Regions from separate parts of the Sus scrofa genome. Here region 1 is linked to region 2. The links are chromatin contacts, called in public HiChIP or PLAC-seq maps. All regions are on one chromosome and are shown on one strand. Each heading gives the region's core, a stretch centred on a gene start, on an enhancer-like site or on the middle of the called end of the contact. The rest is flanking DNA. Distances are from core to core; before and after follow the strand shown.

Region 1 (3,623 bases), core at 755-3,254, 140 kb after region 2:
GACAAATAAAATGTCCCCCCAAACAACAATAAAAAATGATCATGACCAAAAACCAAAACAGTCCCTACAAACAAACAAACGAACAAACAAAAATTCTCTTTTGACTTGCATTCCGTCTTTTCCCTCCCTTTTTGTCCAGGAGTTGTCTCTACCTTTTCACTTTTTTTTTTTTTTAAATTCAACTTCTAAATTCTAGTTTCCTCTCCTTCCACTAGACTGGTATAATTTGTGAAAATTGCCAATCATCATTTTTAACTCTTATTGGACATATTTGCCAAGTCTGAGAGACTTTATCACAGCCTCCTTCTTGAAACCATCTCCAGTTGTCTTTGCAGTTTTCTTATAATCCCTTCTTGGTCTTCTCTTCCTCTGCTCATCCCTTAAATGTTGATTTTCCTTTGTTTTATTCTTCAATTTTCCCCCTTCTAACTCTGCATCAAGAATTTTTAAGCCTCGGATTCTTTAGGGGGTCCACAGACCTCCTGAATTGGGTGTTTGGTTATGTGTAACTTTTTAATGAGAATGCCTTCTCAAAAGCATTTGTGTCTCTGCAAAAGGTTGATAACTACTCTTCCTCATGGTCTTCCAATGTAATCTGAAAAATTAGTTTTTAAACAGCTACCATGACTAACAGCTATGTCAAGTCCTAACTCCATTAAAGTATTATAATTCTCTTAAATAACTTTCAAAACAACATTATAAAGTAGGTATGATATTCCCCACTTTATAGATGAGAAAACTGGGACAGAGAGCCATTAGGTGACTTGGCTAAGGGACACAGTGTACAGTTGTCGTAGCTCTAATTCCCATTTATTTGCTGATGGTTCTCAAACTCATATCTCCAGGCTACATCTCCCAAGCTTTGGGTAACTCATTAAGTCGTTTCCATGGTTGCTCCATGGGCTGTCAAGTTCAGTATTTCTGATACTGAATTATTATTTCCTTCTCCAAATCGTTTCTCCTGTATTTCCATTCGGGGCTATGTTATCTTCATGGTTTCTTTTCCTCTCCTACACTGGCCCAATCTTCAGTCCTACTGAGTTTAAATCCAAGTTGTGGCTGCTTCAGTTTAGGGCCTAACCATCTCTCACCTGGCTTTACTCATCAGTGTCCTACCTGCCTAAAATGCTTTGATGATACGGGTTGATAAATGGGATAAAAGGCCTTCTGTGATCCAGACCCCACCTACATCTCTACAACCATCTTCAGTGTCTCTCTTCCCATAAGTTATGTTTTAGGTACATTGACTTACTTAGAGTTCCTCCTAGATGTCCGGTTATTTCTCTCTTCCACACCTGTGCTTATGTGGTCCCCTCTGTCTGCAATGCACGTCATTTCCTTTTTCATCCAGTTAAGTACCATTCATCCTCAGATGTCACTTCATGGAGACTCGCAGCCTCCCTTCCCTGGGCTAACATGACTTGCTGATGGAATGAATGAAAAGGGTAAGAAGTGAAGACGTCAAGGGTTTGGCCTTACCCACTCGAAGAAGAGGGTTGTCATTCTTTGATACAGGAAAGACTGAGGCTTTGGGAGCTGAACTCATGGTCTGATTTTGGACCTATGGAGTTTGAATGACGATAAGATTTCCAGGTGAAGTTATTTATTAGGCATTTAGCCAGATGAGACTGGAATCCAGGGCCAGACTAGAGATGTACATCAGCAAAGAGATGGTATTTAAAGCCATGAGTCTGAGTGAGGATACCAAGGGAGTGAAAAAAAGAGCGGAGAATAGGTCCGAAAACTGAGCCCCAAGGCATCTATGTAGTAACAATCTATTTATGCCCATGTGTCCCCACCATAGGATGAGATGGTGGCGCTCCTGGGCTTTGTTTTAGTTACCCTTTCCTTCTGAGTATGTGTTGTGTAATATTGCATGTATAAGCTTCGTCTGGTAAATGCTTGTTGAATAAAATGAATGAGGAAGTGAAATATCTACAGGACTCAAGCAATAGTGCCCTTAAATGAAGCTTCTTTGGGTGTAAGTAATAGGGAGTGGTATGAATCATGGGAAACGGAGAAGTACATGCTTTAGCAAAAGGGGAAGTGTGGATGTAACTCCATTCGATTGCTACCATGCACAAATATGGGTCAAGGGCAGCCCAATTTTATGATTACAAGAGAAGCCAGAAATCTCTGACTTTTTTAATGTTAAAATTTTCTGACCCAAGAGTCTGCAGGTCAGTTGAAATGCATCCTGAAACTATTCATTATCCTGCCAGGTCATGACCTCTGATTAGTTAGTTCAACGTTATTTTATAGATGAAGAAAAGCAGGCTCCCCTGTTATCTGTTATTAGGGAGCTAACCTTTACAGGGAGTAAATTACTCCTTCACCTTTTGGTTAAGATTTTAGGCTGCCTTTTAGCTACAACAGAGAGGCAGAAAATTGTAACCAAGAAAGCTACTCAATAAATATTGTTATATGTATTCTTCTGTTTTGACTCAATTGCTTGACTCAGTCCTTTAACTTGGGTTTCAGAGATTTAATTACCCCATTTATTAGTTTTCCCACCTGAAAAATGGGGATAATAATCTCTACCTTAATTATCTAACAGGGTTATGATGAGAATCCAATAAGATGATCTAGGTTTGAGTGATTTGAAAGGCTTACATAGGATGCAGTGGGAATGGCCTGGTATCTTAGCACTCCAGAGATTAATCCAGGATAAAGCATAAGTAGCGATGGCCATTTTATTATTTGGCAAATGTATTTGGTGTTATGAAACACTGTATTTTAAAAACTCATATACCTCAAAAAGCATATGTTTTAAAAGTCAACTGAGCAAAGAGATAAAAGAGAATGTCACCTTGTGAAAATCAAGTGCCTACCTTAGACTTGAGTTGGCATTGACCTACCTCTGCCAAGAGGAGGCCTGGGAGCATGGTAGACAGTTTAAAGATTTTTCTCAGAAAACAATTCTGAGTCTGCTCCAGGACAAGGGCAAATCAATAAAGAAGGTTCCAAAGTTCTACACTCTTGATGGTTTGAAGACTGGAAAATTTTCAAAGCAGAATTACCCATAGAAAAACTTCAGAAATTCACTTGTAAAATGTCTGAGTTTGAGAGCTCCCTAGTGACCCTTTGGGGGAAAATTACTTGTGTAAATGTACCCCATATTAATAAATAAAGATTGACATGTTGTTTAGAGTTGTTGGATATAAACCAATTAAACCTTGGAGGACATCTGTCAGAAATATGAATTGGTGTTTAGATATAGTTGAACTTAAAAGGACTCTCTCTGACTTTACAGGGTAGAACTATTGTATATTGAGCCCAGTACTATCACAGGATATTTTTCTTTTTAGTTTTTTTCTTTTTTCTTTTTTTGGCAAGGGGAATTAAAATCGAGTTATAAAGTTAAGCTTGATTTCTTTCAATTTCTAATAGTCTTAATGAGACGACTGCTAACTGGGTATTTGTCTGTGAATTAAGAAATTGTAAATGTTAGGATTTTCCACACACCTGCCCAAGAAAGGTGGATAATTAAAATAAGTACTCAGCGGCCTTCTAAATTTCTACTTACTAGCTATGCACTGACACTTTATGTTTTAGACGTGTTCTCAGGGACAGAACCTGTGTATAATGAATCATACTTGCTCACATAAAACGGCTCCTTTCCT
Region 2 (3,874 bases), core at 703-3,202:
ACTCCGGCAGGGTCTGCATTTTGGCAGCTCAGGCAAGACCGAGGCGAGGGGCAGCCTGCAGGAGCTCATGCTGGAGAACGTCTCCCACCCCTGTGTGGAGAGGAGAGGCTAACCGTGCGGGGTCACCATCCAGACTTAGACTGGCTGACACAGAACACAGCCGCATAACCTCTGGAGGGCCAAACTGCACCAAACAAAGCACAGGAACACATACTGACTCTCCAACAGAAACATTCCCCTGCTGGTCATTTTCAGACATTTTTGCTGAAAGCGTAAGCTGGTCAAACTCTTTGGAGAAGCAGTGGGTATTAGCTGTCATACTCTCTGACACAGTCACTTCACTCCCCAGAATCTAATTTATAAAAACAATTTGGAATCAAAGTAACATGGAGAGAGGAGTTCCTTCCAACATTTTATATAAGAAATAGGAAATAATATTCAAGTAAGTTATACTGTGGTTTGTGCATCTGATGAAATATTAAAATTAAAGTCATTAAAATGATGATTAAAATTAGGCTTATGTAAAAAGTTTCTATTACCATGGAAAATGCTTATATTAACCCGTTAGCAAAAAATAGTATATAGGACTCTATATACAATCATAATGTGATGATAATAAGCAGGTCATACAAGTACATGGATTAAAATACTATGCACAATGAGGTCCACAGCTGTGCTCTGGAAAAATGTGTAACTATGCATTGTAATGAATCTCACACAAAAATATCTGTTAACCTTTAATGGCAGGATTTTGAGTATTTTCAACTTTCCTACAACATAATGTAACTATAATATGACATCTTTTCAATGTCTCCAAAAGATACCAAGACAACTGCAAACTGTGTCCCCACACCCACGCAAAAAAAAAGTGTATGTGAATAAACCAAAATGTTAACAGAGGTATTTGTGGGTTTTTTTTTTTTTGAAAACTGGCTTTGGGTGACTTTTTTTTTTTTCCTTACAGTTTTTGGTATTATCTATCTACATATTATAAAATGAACAGGCATTTCTTTGAAAAAAAATTTGCTGGGAATATTTTAATTAAAGTAATATATCATGCTCAATAATATCAGAACAACTTAGGGAAATCTTGGAAAAGAAAATTTACTCTCTCAGATTAGAGAGTAAAGAACAGACGTGATTCATACCTGGTCCAGTACTTCCAGCACCCCCTCCTCCACCGCCGCTGCCAAACATGCCTCCGCCTCCAGCTCCAGCCCCACTCCCGCCACCGAAACTATCTGAGAAATTGGGCATGAGCTTCTGCCGTTTCCTTTGTACTTCCTCTTTATCTGTATTTAAGGGAAGAGAAACCAGAGGAGAAAAGATTGATTCAGTTCCACTACTAGCCACAGAAAGAATATTAATTCTGATGGTATTTTTAAACATCTTAAAGGGAAACAGAAAGCACCCAAGGAGGAAGAGATGCCAAATTTCAAGAAGCATTGTATTTATTCCAATGGATACGAAGACCAAGAACCAGCCTCAGAGTGACCACAGAACTGTACACACCCAAATCCTCTCTGCAGTAGTTTAAGTCCCCTATGCCATTCAAATTAGTGAGAGACTAGACTACCCATGAGAAGATACTGAAGAGAAAACATTACTGAGCATTTTCACTTGGTCATACAAAACAACCATTACCGATCAGCTAACACTGACCATGCATCTACAATGAGTGAAGCGCTCAGAATAAAGTATGACATCATGCTTTTGCTGTCAAGAACCCTCTGGCATAATTTTAAGGTTTTAAGGCAAAACTTAGAGAAATACCACTAGAATGCTGTATAGGTTAAAATCATAGTGCCAACTAGGGTTCCAGGAGTTCAAGGAAGGACTTCTAGGAGGTCCCTGTGGGCTGGAAAACTCACGGAAGACTTCCCAGAATCAACTCCCTATCAGGAGAGGGCAAAGGAAGTGTGTTCTGGGAAGGAGACGCAAGGGCGAGTGAGGGAGGAAGGACTGTGCACCTCATGCTTATGAGAACAGCAGTGGAGCGGTGCAGCTGAAGTGAAAGTTTGGTAGGAGTTCTTGAGAAATGGAGCTGGCCGGGACCGCATCGCAGAGCACCTGGACTGTGAACCCAAGGGATCTCCTCTACAAGCATTCTGCACAGGGGAATGCTGTATAGGGTGGTGTTTTAAGAAGATTCAACTGTCACTGGGGCATGGAACAAAATAAAAAGTCAAACTGAGAGTCAGAGACTGTGCAGACTTAAGGTGACGGAGGTGGTTCCTTAGGGGCCACCATGCTGCTAAAAGTGGGTGGACTCCAGAAAGCCAATATGAGAGGGATCTGGAGCCATGAGATATGTGAGGCTAAAAGTCTAAGACCACTCCTCAACTAAAATACATTGAGGTCCTCTGAGATTTCTGACTGTCCAGGTCTAGAAGGTATTGAGACTTTCCCCCCTCAGTCCTCATGTGGTCGCTCTGTCTTGCTTTTGCTTCTCACCAGTCCCACCACCCCTTCTGAGTTCTGCCAGTCCCTTTGTGGTCTGTTGCTGCGTTCTTGTTTCTTCTTTCTGTTTCCCTTTCTTTCTCATTTCTGATTTTCCCACCATGTATGTATTTTTCTCCCTTCTGTCTTGTAAAATGAAGAAATGAAGGAAGTTTTTTTGTTTAACTTAAATGAACAGTCAATATGGTATTTTTTCTTTTTTTTTTTTTCAATCAGCAGCCCAATACTTAACAACTGTCCTAGTTCCGATTGTTCATGTCAGTTCGGGTCATTGTTTATGTTCACGAAGATCTTTGCTTATTTCTAATTCTGCGGTTGTTTCAGTCATCTCATGGCTACAAAGAATGCTGCTGTTTACTGGTTATCTCATGATCTTCTAAGTGCAGTTGGAAGAAGAAGCAGGGGAAAGTAGGGTAACGACATACACTTAAAAATAATCTTTTAAAAAAGAATCCTGTCCAGACTTGTTAGGAAGAAAAAAACGCCATCATATGTCAACTTTGAAGAAAACATGCTTCCACTAGAAAGGGGTGACCTCAAAGCGGAGAAACTTGAACAATTTCCTCATCAAAGGTTTTGGACAAATTTATAATGTTTCCCAATCAGTTGTACCCTAACTAGTAGTCATCACTATTACTACCCTGTTGATCTCCCTTGGAGTATTAGTTCTTTAGAACATGAATATAAGAGTAAAGCAGACAACATAGTCACCTTCAGAAATAATGTTATCCACTGACATGATTTCTAGCAAAAAAGATCATTTGGTGTTTGCTATGTACTCCTTTTGACGTATAAAATAAGGATAGTTACTGGTTCTATTTCACTGTAAAAATGGGAATTTTGTGAGTCAATTTAAAAAATATTAACTATCCTACAGTCATTGAGATTTCAATGACAAGAAACTGACACAGAAAATTCCACACAACAAGCTTTTTTAAATAAAAGAATCTGCAGTCTGAATTTCTATGGCATTGAACACCTTGTGGTCTGCCTTTGGCAGTGGACCATGGGGTGTACTATGAAACATCAACCAAAAGGGACCTAAGCGGCCACTCACAACACATGCTCCTTTTACAGAGGAGGAAAAAGAAGCTAGGATGATTAAGGACTTGTGTGAGGTCAAAGCAGAGTAAAGGTCAGATGCAAAGTCTGGTGAGCATTCCATTATATTAGGTCACCATTCTTGGGAAACATTTCAATATGTCTTTGCTTCCTTAATAACTGATGATTTAAGAGAATAGCTCAGTTCGCAAATGTCAATAAACTTTTAGCCTCTACCACCTTCTGCTGTGTGTGTGCCTTAAAAGTACCTCATTCTCGCTTCTCTGATTCTAGACTGTGGGCAAAGATGCTTGCATTTATCCTGATCCTATTTTCATAATTTAAAGATGATGAATCTATTTCTTCCTAATCT

The links. HiChIP or PLAC-seq counts read pairs in DNA pulled down with a chosen protein or histone mark.
Region 1: an H3K27ac HiChIP or PLAC-seq map of alveolar macrophages shows a contact between it and region 2. The contact joins two enhancer-like sites. A contact is called at or near these places in 3 of 47 Hi-C or Micro-C datasets (embryonic fibroblasts, epiblast stem cells and liver) and 1 of 2 datasets of contacts at active chromatin or transcription factors (alveolar macrophages).

What each region holds. Positions count from the first base shown.
Region 1 is chr8:118,557,822-118,561,444 of Sscrofa11.1, forward strand. No RefSeq gene overlaps it. Among named protein-coding and RNA genes, the nearest start is that of SLC39A8, 45 kb to the right of the region's middle. Within about 2 kb of position 2,005, at least 5 of the 83 cell types and tissues checked have an H3K27ac peak or open chromatin away from gene starts, as enhancers often do. A contact at or near this core is called in alveolar macrophages, where this site is marked.
Region 2 is chr8:118,413,144-118,417,017 of Sscrofa11.1, forward strand. It overlaps NFKB1 (nuclear factor kappa B subunit 1), which reads right to left. Exons shown (of 23, transcript NM_001048232.1): 10 at 1,149-1,292. Among named protein-coding and RNA genes, the nearest start is that of NFKB1, 64 kb to the right of the region's middle. Within about 2 kb of position 1,953, at least 16 of the 83 cell types and tissues checked have an H3K27ac peak or open chromatin away from gene starts, as enhancers often do. A contact at or near this core is called in alveolar macrophages, where this site is marked.